2 separate regions of the Mus musculus genome follow, and region 1 is linked to region 2. A link is a contact called in public promoter capture Hi-C data. All regions are on one chromosome and are shown on one strand. The core of a region is the stretch at or near the end of the contact, and the rest is flanking DNA. Distances in the headings are between cores, read along the strand shown. Region 1 holds the start of Slc9a2 (solute carrier family 9 (sodium/hydrogen exchanger), member 2). Region 2 holds the start of Il18r1 (interleukin 18 receptor 1).

Region 1 (6,652 bases), core at 2,582-5,081, 220 kb after region 2:
CTAGCTGCTTTCTCTTGTATCTAGAAATTGTACTAAATGCCTTGCCAGTCTTCATCTTTAAATAGTCCCAGGACCCTGGCCTGCTTGAAGGCGGTAGGAATGATTCTTGTCAATGGTCTCCACTAACTGCACTGATGTTCTAACAGACCATTAGAGGTGAGAGGTGATGGAGCCAGAGTATCACTGAGAAGAATTGTAAGCACTTTAGTGTTACTTGAGGGAAAGAGTCTCAAACCTGTAATTATAATTCCTGGAAATATCTAGAGCTCTTCCAGTGCGGTTAGGTCCTCACAACATCTTGGTAGGGAAGGATAGAGGCACAAAGCCCTCAGCATGAGTCATAAAGCACTAGATAGAAATGTGTCTCGGGATGCCAGAGAGACCTTGTGTCTCTCTCCAGTGTGAGGGTGCCCACCATGAGGAAGAACTGACGCCTCAAGACTTCTTGTCAAGCCATACTTGTATTGCTCCGGCACGTGTGTGGCAATCTCATGTTCCTCACCCTGTGCTTGGAATCAAGAGTAAGTTGCATCAAGCAGGTCAACCACTTGTCAACACTTTTATGAGAGCCGCGTAGTGCGGGAAAATACAGTGATCAGTCTCTGAGAAGTTACAGGAGATATAGCTAAGGGCGTTAAAGCAGTGTAAGTGTGAGGTAAGATGTCTTGAAGTCAGTTACCTTTGAGTTCAGTCCTCAAAAAAGACTCAGCAAAATGTGAGGTGCTACTCCTTTGTACCAGTAACAGAATGAGCAAAGGCCCTGAAGGAGGAGCAGTGAGACCGTTCATAGAAGATGGGAGTTAGAGAAGGGGAGTGGGAGGAAGAAACCCAGGTCACTGGGAAAATCACTGGAAGATCATGGTCTTTTTAAATGGTACTGGAAAAGCCACTAACACGTTTTAAGTTAGTCCAGACAATATCTAACTGTTGCTTTCAGTCATTCTGTGGGTACAGCTGAAAGCAGAGGTCTCAGGGGCTGAGCTCCTCCATAGGACCCTTTGGGGAAATGGCCAAGCCAATGGTAACAGCGGTGCCACCCTAACTTTCCTCACTGTGTCAAACACCATACCAAGGAAAAGGATAAAGGATTAAAGATTTGTTTTAGCCTTCAGTGAAGAGCATTCAGTCCAGGGTTAGTTGATGCCATTGCTTTGTGGTCTGTGGCAAAGCAACAGGACACATGACAGAGAAAGCTACATAACTCAGGTGACCAGGAAGTGACAGAGAGATGTCCCAGCACCCCAAAATGCTCTTCAAGGTTTTGCCCTCAATGACCTAACTTCTTACCCTTAGGGCTCACCTCCTAAGGGTCCACAGCCATGTAACACCACTCCTCTTAGTGACCAGCTTTTAGTGTATGTAACACTGAGACAGATTTAAGATGTAAGCATAACAGGATACATGTAATTCTTTCTTTCTTTGCTTTGGGTAAAAGATGAAAGTGTGTGTGTGTGTGTGTGTGTGTGTGTGTGTGTGTGTGTGCGCGCGCGTGTGTGGTACATGGCTGAAGTTCATAGGACAGGCTCAGGTATTTGTTGGTCCTCGCCCTGTCCCTTGTTTGAAAGGGGTCTATTATTGTTCACTTCTCTCTGGCTTGGGAGCACCTGGGATTCTCCTGCCTCAGGTCTTTCTCCAGAGGAATACTGGGCTCACAATGTGTGATACCACCACATGGATTCTGGGATTCAAACTCAAGTCTACATGCTGGCTCTTCATGGGCTGAGCCATTCCCCAGCCCCAGCAGGTTGCTCTTTATCTCCTCTTTATCACCCACAAGACTGAATAAAAAGATTTTCCCAAGTTTTACAAAAACCGATTAGTCTTTGCAGTAGCAGAGATTTACAAAGGACAGTGACTCCAGCATCTGTGACCTGTGTAGATACTCTAGACAGTGAGGTGGAATGTCATTTATCCTACGATGCACAGTCGTTCTCAACATTCTCACGCCTAGGAATAACTGTCTGACTGCGTGCTTGCCCTCCTGTGATGTCACAACATCTAAGAATAACTGTCTGACTGTGTGCTGCTTACTCTCCGCAGAACTTCATCCTATTAAGAGTTATGCTCTTAAACGACCCCTAAAATATTCTTCATTGTTCTATTTGATAAATAATCTAAAATTGGTAGTGTGGGGTGGAACCAGCTTTAGCAAGGTCAGGCCTGGGTGTGGATACCTTCTAGAACTTTAATCTAGAAGGGTGTTCGTGTGTGTGCAGTGCTTCACCTGTAAAACAGATACAGTTTTTCCCTCCCAACTTCGGTATTTGTGATAACCAAAAATTCAAGTGAAAGTGCTTTCCCAGCGCCTCTTCTGGAGAGAAAGGCAATTCGAGAAAGAAAACACTTAGTTAACAAGTCCTTTCTTAGAAAAGAGATGGGAGAATCAGTCGTTGATATGCAAATGCCCAGCAGGGAGGAAAAGGGTTAGGCTCTGCCTGTTTCAGTAAATCTTTACAAGGAAACAGAATCTTCACAGGCAGTTCCACTTCAAAGCTGGAAAACTGATACATTCTGTGCCGATTCTGTATCAACCCTGAGACCCATTCTACTTCGGGCTAGAATGGTCCCTGCCTTTCCCAGACTCAAAGGTTCCTTGCTTGCCTCTATTCAGATGGCCTCCGACGACTGACATCTCACAGATTCTGTTAGACCTTTCTGTGTCAGACTGAGGGGTGTATAAACAAGAGCCGGAACCCTGTGGGAAAGATAAGAATTTTTATTTTATACGTTTAGGGGAAACCGTGTGGGTTAACTGGGAGGCAGATGGTTTGGTTTCGGTTCCTTTCAGTTTCTCACCGTGAGGACACCGGGACAGTGGGATCGCAGGCAGGGCACCTGGCAATGCCCCTGCGGAAGGTCGGGCTCGGGAGAAGGGCCAGTTGGCGCTGGGAGAATCCCGCTTTTCCAAACCGCAGTCCATCCTGTAATTAGCCGAACAAGTCCGTCTAAGCTAGGCAAATCACTGGTTTTCCACGAAATAGTTATGTTTCTGATGCCCTCAGACAGATTCACCTCGAAGCCTAAAAACAGAGACTTTTTCGTCCCCAAAGCTGGGGGAGGGAAGAAAAGTGGAGTGCACACTGTTACAAGGAGTGGAAAAGCGGAAAGACAAGGGTTCTGGGAGAGCGTGGGAGCGCTGAGTTCTCAACCGGGAGTTTCGGTGCGCAGAGAACAGGCTGTGTTCAAGGTGCTTTGCTCTTCCTTCTCATCTTTCCGAGGCCCCGAGAGGCTCCCCTCGGTGAGTCGGTCTCTGCAGACCCAGCAGTGGCGAAGGCTCCCCAGTTCCTCCGCGCCCGGCGTCGCCTCCCTGCCTGAGCCCGCGGCGCCTCCTCGCGTGCCAGCGCCCCGGGGTGTCTCCTTGCAGGAGCCTGCGGGGGGAGGGGGCAGGGCGCGACGCGTGGGTCGCGTCGGTCCCAGCCCTGATGGACGGCCGACGCTGCCTCCGGGGCGGGGACAGCTCAGGCCACCGTGCGCACCGAGCACCTAGTGCACCCACAGCTCCCGGGCTCCCAAGAACAGCGGCTCTTGGTCCGCGGGCGGGCTAGAGAGCGGCGCGACCTTCGCCCCCGCGTCGACTGTGGGTTGCGGCAGGTGCGCGTCGCACCGGGTCTCCGCGTCCTCCCGCCCCGCCACCGGGGCGCCGCGCCCGCCCCGCCCCGCCCCCGTCCCCGTCCCCGCCCGCCCTCGGGCCGCCCCGGGCAGGGCCTGTAGCTGCCAGGCATGGGAGGGCGGCCGGCGGCGGAGGGCGGCTGAGCAAGGCTGAGCGCGGCCGAGGGACCGCGCAGTGGCCTCCTGTCGCTGCGCGCTCCCCTCCGGGCCCTGCGAGGTTCACACCCACCGAACTGGTTGGCGACAGGGCCCCGACCCCGTGGAGGCGGTGGTGTGGTACTCTCGCAGTCCCGTTGAGTTAGTAGTGCTGTCCCTCCCGCGATGCTCTGAGGGAACCCAGATCCTACACCAGCGTCCTCTGCTGCGCTCATAGCTGCCGACCCCATGGGCCCCCGGGGCACCGCGCACAGCGTGCGGGCGCCACTGTCTTGGCTGCTGCTGCTGCTGCTGTCTCTGCAGGTGGCAGTGCCGGCGGGCGCGCTGGCCGAGACCCTGCTGGACGCACCCAGGGCCAGGGGTGCCAGCTCCAACCCGCCAAGTCCTGCCAGTGTGGTGGCCCCGGGAACGACGCCGTTCGAGGAAAGTCGGTTGCCCGTGTTCACCCTGGATTACCCCCACGTGCAAATCCCTTTCGAGATCACTTTGTGGATCCTACTGGCCTCCTTGGCCAAGATTGGTAAGGAACTGTACCCGTGGGTGGGGGCGGGGACGATCAGACTGGGGATCCTGGTGGGTGACTCGCCAAGTAGGCAAGTAGTTGGTCTCAGATAGTGGCCAGCTCCTCCTGCACCAAGGCAGCCTTGGACGGACAGATTAGCTCCTGTGGTTGAAAGATCTCCTGTTCTTAATCCGACGCTGGCCTTGGAAAGCCGGGAAAGACTGGCCCATAGCATAGAGACCCACTGTGAACTTCTGCTTTGAGCGTCAAGTTTGACAGGTCTGTGCCAAAGTTGAGGGAGACTTGCTTGCTAACTGAGGCAGGGCTTAGCTAGATTGTATATCATCTACAAGTAGAGAGGAGAGTGGAAGTGGGCAAGATCTTGGATGGGAGAGGGTGCGTTGGCAGAACACAGACCCTCCTCATGTCCCTGTCTGATGAGGTGCTTAAATTGGGACTGTGGACACCTAAATGCTTGCCACTACAACACCAGTGCCCTGTTCTTTCTCTCTGGGCTCTCTGGGCTCCTTCCTCTCTAGAAAGCCTTTTCTTCTTTAGAGGTAACTGGAGCCAGGGAGACCAGCTATTAACAAATAATTAACCCATCCCCAAGCTCAGCCCGTTTTCTCATCTGTTAACCTGATCACTCCATCATAACGCCCGCTCACCATTTTACTCTGTATGCAGTATTAAAGCACATTCGCTATCGCTGTACTGTTCAAAATGTATGAGGTCAGAAGAACGCGGTGTTTTCTATGCTTTTGCATTCACCTTGTGGGATGCAGCTTTCCATACATCTCAGCCTTTCTTAGGGAACCTTTCTGATGATCAGGGTGAGGCATCGATGGTTACAACACAGGAAATACTCCTCGGCAAACACAATATGGCTGGGGATAGATGCAGGGGTCACATCCTGGCCTGACTTATACAGACTGTTTTCAAGGATGACTAAAGTCTGGTCAGTGTGAGCTGTTCACCGGAAACAGCATTCTAGAGAGAAACAAAAAGTGTGACTGGAAAGGGGTGGGTCTAAGCAGGTGGCAGGGATGGTTTGTAAGAGTGTAGAACTTGCAAGCTAAGCCTGGCATTGACTTCCGAGGTTAGATTAAATCTATTAGCCTGTGATGGTGGTAAGCAAAGGTGTCCTACACTACATAATGACTCTGCAGTCTGGAATTGCTGGCTCTGGCATGACCAACTAGCTGCGCGTGCTTTAATTCCATCTGAGCAATGGTATAAGAGACATGGACTTCCCTATCAAGCAAACAGCCACATAAGCTCATGGTCTCTAATAATAGCCCGAGATGCTCTCTCTTTACATCATCCCCCACAGCATCCCTGCCCTGTAGGGATGTGCAGCTGTGAATACTCTCACCTCAGAGAGGTGGAAACCAAAACTGGAAAGTCCATACTATGACCCACAAAGTCGGACCCACCAAATGCACACAGGTAGCTTGCCTCTGGTTCCCTGCCTGTGCCTGAGTCGGAGCCCAGGAGGGCTGCATTTGTGACCTTTCCCATTACTGCTTTTCTGCTCTGACACCCTCTTCTGTTCTTTACCCCTGATTATTTTAATCAGATTAATTACACTAATAACAGCCGCTAGTGGGCACTTAAGTTCATTATCCCTCATTTTCACAGCCTTCATCCTGGGTAGATATGATGGCCCTGTTTTGGGGAGGAGGAAGCTGAGACATGAGGTAGCTTTGCTGGTGGGTGGAGAGACCCAGTTCTAGGCCGAGGAAGGCCTGATGCCTCATCTTTGGTCCTCTCTGAAAGAGTATTCTGGAATAAGGATTAGAGGAGAGTGGGTTTGTCCATTAATCCTGGTTGTCAAGGCAGGCGTGCTGCTGGTGACAATGGCCACGGTGCTCCAGAGAGCCACAGTGCTAGGTGGCCCTTTTTTTTTTTTTTTTTTTTTTTTTTTTGCTGTCTCTGTGCTTCTTGCCTTCTGTTTATTCCTGAGCTCTTGTTCTCTTGGGCTGCCTTTGGGAGTCCTCTCAACCCAGCTGTGGTATTCCAGTCATCTTAATGGACATCGTCATCCTAACCGTGTGGAACTTGGTTAAATGTGTCCATGCTTATGTGAGTCAAAGTTTGCACACAGGCACCTTCACGTCTCTGTTAACCATGGTCTTAGCCCTCTTCTGTTTCACAGGCCACTATGCCCTCACAACGCCAGATTTGACCAAAGTTATAATACCTTGCACATGTATCCTCCCAGTCCATTGGCTTTCCTTGGATTCTGTACTTCTCAGGCCACTGGGGCAGGGCAGAGATGACAGCACTCCATTCTTGTCTCTTTTTCAGAGAGGTTCAAGTCCACAGGTGTTGGCTCCCCGATGTAAAGGGAAAGAAATAGATGTTAGAACAGGAAGTGGAATT
Region 2 (6,723 bases), core at 1,749-4,248:
GTCCTACTGACCAGTTTGTGAATTGTGGTAGAAAAAGCGTTGACGTTTGTTAAATACTTGTTAGCAATGTAAACCTCATTCCTAACACACCAGAATTTCTTACTTTTTATTCGTCAATTACCGAGTTTTGTCAAGTCAGTATTAACAGATTTGGTCGAATACCTTACCCAAATTGCCATTACAGTCGAGCATGTTTTCAGTTCTAAATGCCTTTTATATATTTTTTATTCTTCTTAGAAATACTTCCTCACTTTAAAAGTAATGTAAAGATGTGTTAGAAAACATAAGGTGTAAGAGAAAGTATGATAAAATATAAAAAATAATAGAAAGGAAAGGAAATATAATGAAAATCATAACTCTTAAGATTAATTTTGGTAGGTCTGTATTTTAAAATATAATTAAATTTTATACCGATAACTTTTATAGCTGAGATTGTACACTACAGACTAGGCAGCTTTTCCTATTTACCACCATAATGAAAACTGGTGGCTGATTTCTTTAACATTCACAGAAGTTCCAAATGTCTCATTTTAGACTGTGCTGCAGACTATGGCTGAAGCAGCCAGAATGAGAAACAGGTCTGCCATGTCACATCGGGACATTTTCCTACTTACTGAAATGTATCTGTCACTGTGCGACAGCTAACTTTTGTGATACTCCTATGAAATGTGTAGGGAATTTGGACAGAACAGAATCAATCTATAGTCAGAGGTCCTCTGGACAGTCTTTTCCAGGAGCACACACAGACCGTGAGGTCCTAGGCACCCAGGAAACGGATCCAGAGCCCAGGCAAGTGTCTTACAGGTACCTTGAATTTTGCCAATAGATATGAGCCCTGCCTTAGCTGAGTTGCTCAGTCGGTGATGGGACTCCAGGCTGAGGTGACAATGAACACAGAATTTGGGAGACTCTTGAAAGGAGGGGAATGTTGAACTCACGGTCAACATATGAGGCTGCAGAGAAGCCGTATGCAGAAGTGTGTGTAGAGGATCTAGAGTAGCCCGTTTCTCTGGGGACAGTGTGCTCTTAGTCTGTACCCTTAGGCTGGGTTGCCAGGTAAACATTTGCTAGTGTTCAGTTCAAAGGCTGAAGCTTGAGCTGAGGGTGATGAGGAATTCAAACTTCCCCTCGCATGCATCCACCCTGTGGTTGCCTGGTTTGCTAAGTCCACCTGCTCTGCTGTAGTAGAAGGTTTTGATCTTCTGCAGCTTCATCTACTTCTTAGTGAGTTGCCAAAACTGACCACTGAAAAGCATGCTGTGTACATAACTGTCTCATGTCCCAGAACGTGCAATCAGGAGGAAGTCCTCACTCCCGATAACGGAATCCTTGCTCTGTGGCTGTGAGGACGTCCCTTAGCAACCTCAGATAGTAATTTTTCTTAGGTTGGATGGAACATAGTAACGTGCTGGATTCTTTGCTAACTGAAAATAGAAGTATTCGGATTTCAGAAAGAACTGGATAAATATTAATGTTGGTGATTATGAAATCTCATTGTGAGCCGTGTGAGTTTGAGTGTGTATTCCATGATTGTGCTGAATGAAGACCTCTAAAAATGAAATTCTCTCCAATCTCATCCCTGGGAATAGTTGCTTCCTCATGCCTGCTGCTCCATCCATGGAAAATGACTAAAGAGAATTATTATTTGTTCCCGAGATTCTTCTGATAAGTCTAAACTATTTGCATGTAATTGAGCTGGGCAGCATGGCACACTTGGGAGGCAGAGGCAGGTGGATCTCTGTGAGTTTGAGGCCAGCCTGCTCTACAGAGTTAGTTCCAGGACACCAGAGCTACAAAAAGAAAACCTGTCCTAACAACAACAGCAACAGCTGCAGCAGCAACAACAACAACAAAGAAAAAGAAGAGGAGGAGGAGGAAAGGAAAGAAGGAAGAAGGAAGAAGAAAGGGAAGAAATAATAGATTTTTCTGTAATGAACACACATATGCTTTGATGCTTTTGCTAAACTCAAAATATTAGTTTTATTTTACTGTTTTGAAAGGTTCAAAGCATGATCCATGTAAAAATGTCTTCTGTGGGGCTTTCTCCCATTTCTACTTTTGTTCCCCTCATTTCTTCAAAGTGCTTGTCCAGGCAGAGCTGACCTTATTTGCTTACCAGTTACAGGTAAACAAAGCGTTTCCTCGTGTTGCCTCTTGTAGCCATCTCTGTATTAGATTAGGAAGGGAAGGAGCCGTCCTACTGTCCAGTTTGTGAGTTCTGGTAGAAAGAGTGTTGAAGTTTGTTAAATGCTTGTTTTCCATGTATCAAAATGTTATGCCTTTCCTATTTATTATTGTATGACAAATTATTTTTCACTGGGCAAAAATAATTGTGCCATTGACTCCTTGTGTGTTTTCTTCATGTGTGTTTGAAGAGTTCTAGCTTATTAAAAAAAAAAATCTAGAAATACTGTTTGGCCTTCGTTTCTTTTGAACAGTTTAAAATCTCACTATAACTTCCCAATTGTGGCTTTCCACCCATCCAGGAGGCTGGGCATCCTGCGCTGGCTGGCACTATGTTGGCTCTGCGAGCCTGGCAGTCTCAAGGACTCTCCTCCCGCAGTGCAGGAGTCCTGGGTTCTCAGCGCCCTCTGCCTGAAGGGTGTGGCGCGCACAGGGCACACAGGTGGTTCTTGTGGTTGAGTAGACAGGCTGCAGGTTCCGGGAAGCCAAAGGCGGTGGCTGTGCCTCCCTGGAGGTCTGGCGGAGGAGTCAGCTGAGATCCAGGCAGGAGAACTCCAGGGGCTCTATCGCCTCAGCGGTGGGGTGTCGGGGTTAGTTCTGGGAACTGTGGAGCTCTTAGGTGAGCAGGGACATGCAGAGAAACCCTGCCAGGAGTACAGGTCTTCCCAGAACTGAAAGCTTGAGCGCTCCTGGGTGGAGCAGCCTGTAGCGCCCTAGGCTTCAGTCCCCCAGCTCTTAGGAGCTCCTCCCATCCCAGGCGGTGCCCACCTGAAACCTTAGCTTTTCCTTTCTTCTTCTTATTCTGATCTTCCTCTCCCAGCCCTCCACCTCCCTACCCCCGGTCGTTGGCTTCTTCTTCTTCTTCTTCTTTTTTTTTTTTCCTGCGATAATTCTCTGGTTTGCCAAATCTCTCTAATCAAGCTCCTGGCCTTGCCTCACTGTGCCTTCCCTCCCTGTCTGTTGTCACAGTTGTGGACCAGGAGGTATTTAGTCTCACTTGCTGGGCGAATCCTGCTTCACAGATGTAAGTGAAGGAGAAGCCACTGCCCAGGCCTGTGTGTGGGCCACCTCTCTGAAGGTAAGGGCAGACTCTGATGTCCAGTCCTCACTGTCTTCTGCTGTCTGGAGCAAGGAGAGGAACCACCCACAACGATCCTGAAAACAAGGTCAATTGTGAGTGGTGTGTATGTGTGTGTGTGTGTGTGTGTGTGTGTGTGTGTGTGTGTATAACTAGTGAGTACAAATGTATATGTTCTTTGTAGAGAGGTATGAACAGCTAAAACACAGCAACAGTTGATTTGTTCAGCTCTTACCCTCTGCTGACAATACACACAGGTGTGCTGTATTTTAGTTGCTTAATCCTCTTAGGAGACAAATGAAACAGGCAATATCAGGTTTAATAAATGGTGTGAGGGGAGAAATATTCAGAAATTTATCTAAGAACATCTTCAGTTATCGCATCAGTGAATGACCCATTTATGCAGATTTGGGGAATAGTTCACTCTCCCTCATGAGTACATGCATGTACATATGTGTGCACTGATGCATGCACAAGCGCCCACACACATGCATGTACACTCACACTCTTGTGCACACACTCGTGAGTCACACACACAAACACACACACACACACACACACACACACACACACACACACACACACACTGCAGTCACAAGAATATCTGCCTTAGGCACACATTATGGAAAAGCAGAGAGCCTTCTCCTGGGTACCTCACCAGGAAGTGGAGGTTGGTCCAGGAGCCCTGGAAGTGCTGTGTGTTAGGGTTGGCCTGAACTGGCAAGCTTCCTGACAATGCCAAACATCGTGTCATATTGCAAGGACGATAGGGTCCCAGAGGAGGGGGAGGGGGGGAAAGGGAACATGGTCTTCATGTCCGGATCCATGTTTGTGAAGGCACATTTTGGAAAATGGAGATAATAGCAGCAGGCATTTTTACGCTAAGTGTCGTGAGGTAGCAATGACTCTCCTTTCCTTACAGATGGAAAGTCAAATGTGCACACCTTTTTTTTTTTCTTAAAGCAGAAGTGCAAGGGTGTATTCAAGATCATTTTTGTTGGTTGTACCAGACTGATTCGCCTTTCTGCAGATGAAGTAAAACACCCATTGGAGACTGTAGCAAAAGGGACTGCGTGTTTAAAAAGAGTCATGGAGAGCCCAGCTCAGTGGCGGTCCCAGCGAGGAAAAGAAAAACCTCATTGGGTGTCATAATTCACCAAAGCAGTGTGAGGGATACATCAGGGTCATGTTTTGTTAAGCAATGACTGTCCCTGAGGTGACATGTTTACCTGTGAGTCACTGAAACTCAACTGTCACAAGCTTAGTTGTTTCCCACTCTCCCAGCCTTAGAAACTGAGTGTGTATGGACGTGAGTGTGTGTGTGTGTGTGTGTGTGTGTTTACCTGGAAGCTTTAAGGAGCTTAGTATCTATGTGCTCAGATGAACTGTTTTTACTAGAATGTGGTCAGTTTCCTCATGGTAAGGACCCAAAAGGACAGAACAGAAACTCAGGACCTAAGGACATGACCACATTGACATCCTTTGAAAGGACTCCCTTGTCTTGGGGGACAGAGATACTTGTCACCTTGCATCTGGCCTTCACCCTATGCCTCCAGATCACAAAACGTTTGGAAGAGCACTTAATTTAATCTAGAGAAAAGTTTATGTCATTGGGCAACTAAGTTTGTAACTATCCTTTCTATTTATGAGCACACACATACATGCTTGCATATGGATTAATTTTATATTTTTTATGTCAACTATGAACTGAATGTGTCTAATAAGAAATGTACTTTTCTGAGTGCACAGGCAAGACCTATAGATTGGTGGCTTTCCATTTGTTTGTACACTGGAATCAGCTGGGAATGTGGAAGAGTCAAGGGCTCAGGCTGCCTCCCGTGTGTGTTTAGTGGGCAGCATGTCTGTCAAAATAAACCTTTGAAGACATTATGCTTTAAGAAGTCAGAGATGGTGTAGGTGTGCAATAAATCGAATGATGAGTCGGGACTTGCATCTGTATGTATTTTGTAAGCTTCTTTCATTCAACGATTTAGCAAAGAAGCCAATATAGAGTGGCTCAGGCTGGTTAGTATCAGCTGCTATGGAACGTTGGCACAGTGAGAACCGAGAGAAAGTGAGTGTGTTCATGCTTACACACATGTGCTTTTGGCCAGGCACCTACCTGTGCTAGATTTCCAATCGAGCTCTAGGAGAGCCTTTTCTTGGTAAATGGATATCAACCAACTTCAAAGGAAAGGTAACACTAATTGATTGGACAGAGAAATAATTCATAGTTATTTTGGAAGTAGAAGTTTAATTCGGTCCCATTTTCCTGACAAAGAAGTAAATGAAATGTTTGTAAGTTTAGAAATAAGTCAAATGTCAGGATGAAATCATAAAACTGAGGAATATAGGAATGTCTGTGTTACCTTTGAGGGAAATACAGAATGATCTCCACTTTAAAATGATGGAAACACACACACTCAGACACACACACACACACAAGAGTATTGACTTGTATGCATGGTTATAAAGTTTTCTATATGCTAATATGCCAAAAGAGAAATTAAACAAATTGGGTAGAATTCCAGACATTGGGGAATTGAGAAAGAATCACTTGCAATGGAAGAGTTGATAATCATGAACTGAAACAGCTAGCATTATGTGATTATTTAAATCATATATAATAAAAAGAAAAAGCAGATTCAAATACACCAGAGGCCTGTTCCACTTGGATGGCCTAGTTAGATGTGAAGAGTGGGGTAGAATGTGTTGACCTGGGTGTGGTGGGAAGTTTCTTGCACTCTTGAGGCAGGTAGAAGCTGCCAAGACATTTCTGGAATGTGGCTGGGTAGCAAGCATTCATCATGCTTTTGGCCTCTTTTCTGTCCTACCATATCCCAACACGAGTAAAATGATAAGAAATAAGGACAGTGGTAGGAGCCGATAACTAGATGACATTATTCTTTAGACATTTTGGGCAGGAACACTTTTGCACAGGGAGGTAGACCTGTCATTCCCTCCTGTGGATAAAGGACTCTGAGCTCAGCTAGGCATGGTGACTGGCCCATGATTGTTAAGCCAGTAAAGGAAAGGCTTGAAGATTCAGATCCAGGCAGCCTGGTGCCCACAGTGGTACCCCATAAAACTGAGGGACAGACAAGACAGGAAGTTACTTGTGCATCATTTCATTATTGAAAACAAATACAAAAATTACAAGAAGGATAGGGAAATATGGTGCATTGTGAGAAATTTTTCTTATATTTACTCTTTGTTTTTATAAACATTCTACATTAGGCAGATATTATTTTACAAATTAGAAAAAAAATAAAGAAGAAAAGTAAGTTACTTCAAGTTACATCAAAGCAAAACAATGCAAAATGAAAAACTCAGCAAGAGAACACTAACAATCCTTAAAATTCCTACATGAAAAAACACCAGTTCCTTAAATCCACATATACGAGTTAAGAAGCCCAACAGAACATCAGAGTACTGCCCACGCACACTCACACAGCAGTGTG

What was found. Capture Hi-C pulls out chosen DNA fragments and counts their contacts.
Region 1: a contact with region 2 is called in a promoter capture Hi-C map of pancreatic islet. The contact joins the promoter of Slc9a2 here to the promoter of Il18r1 in region 2. A contact is called at or near these places in 2 of 39 promoter capture datasets (hippocampal neurons and stem cell-derived epiblast-like cells), 1 of 115 datasets of contacts at active chromatin or transcription factors (memory CD8 T cells) and 1 of 9 other capture datasets (pancreatic islet).

Annotation. Positions count from the first base shown.
Region 1 is chr1:40,677,881-40,684,532 of GRCm38.p6, forward strand. It overlaps Slc9a2 (solute carrier family 9 (sodium/hydrogen exchanger), member 2), which reads left to right and starts at 3,832. Exons shown (of 12, transcript NM_001033289.2): 1 at 3,832-4,285. The coding sequence starts at 3,994.
Region 2 is chr1:40,463,008-40,469,730 of GRCm38.p6, forward strand. Il18r1 (interleukin 18 receptor 1) reads left to right here and starts at 2,999. Exons shown (of 11, transcript NM_008365.2): 1 at 2,999-3,350. Il1rl1 (interleukin 1 receptor-like 1) reads left to right here. Exons shown (of 11, transcript NM_001025602.3): 11 at 1-2,408.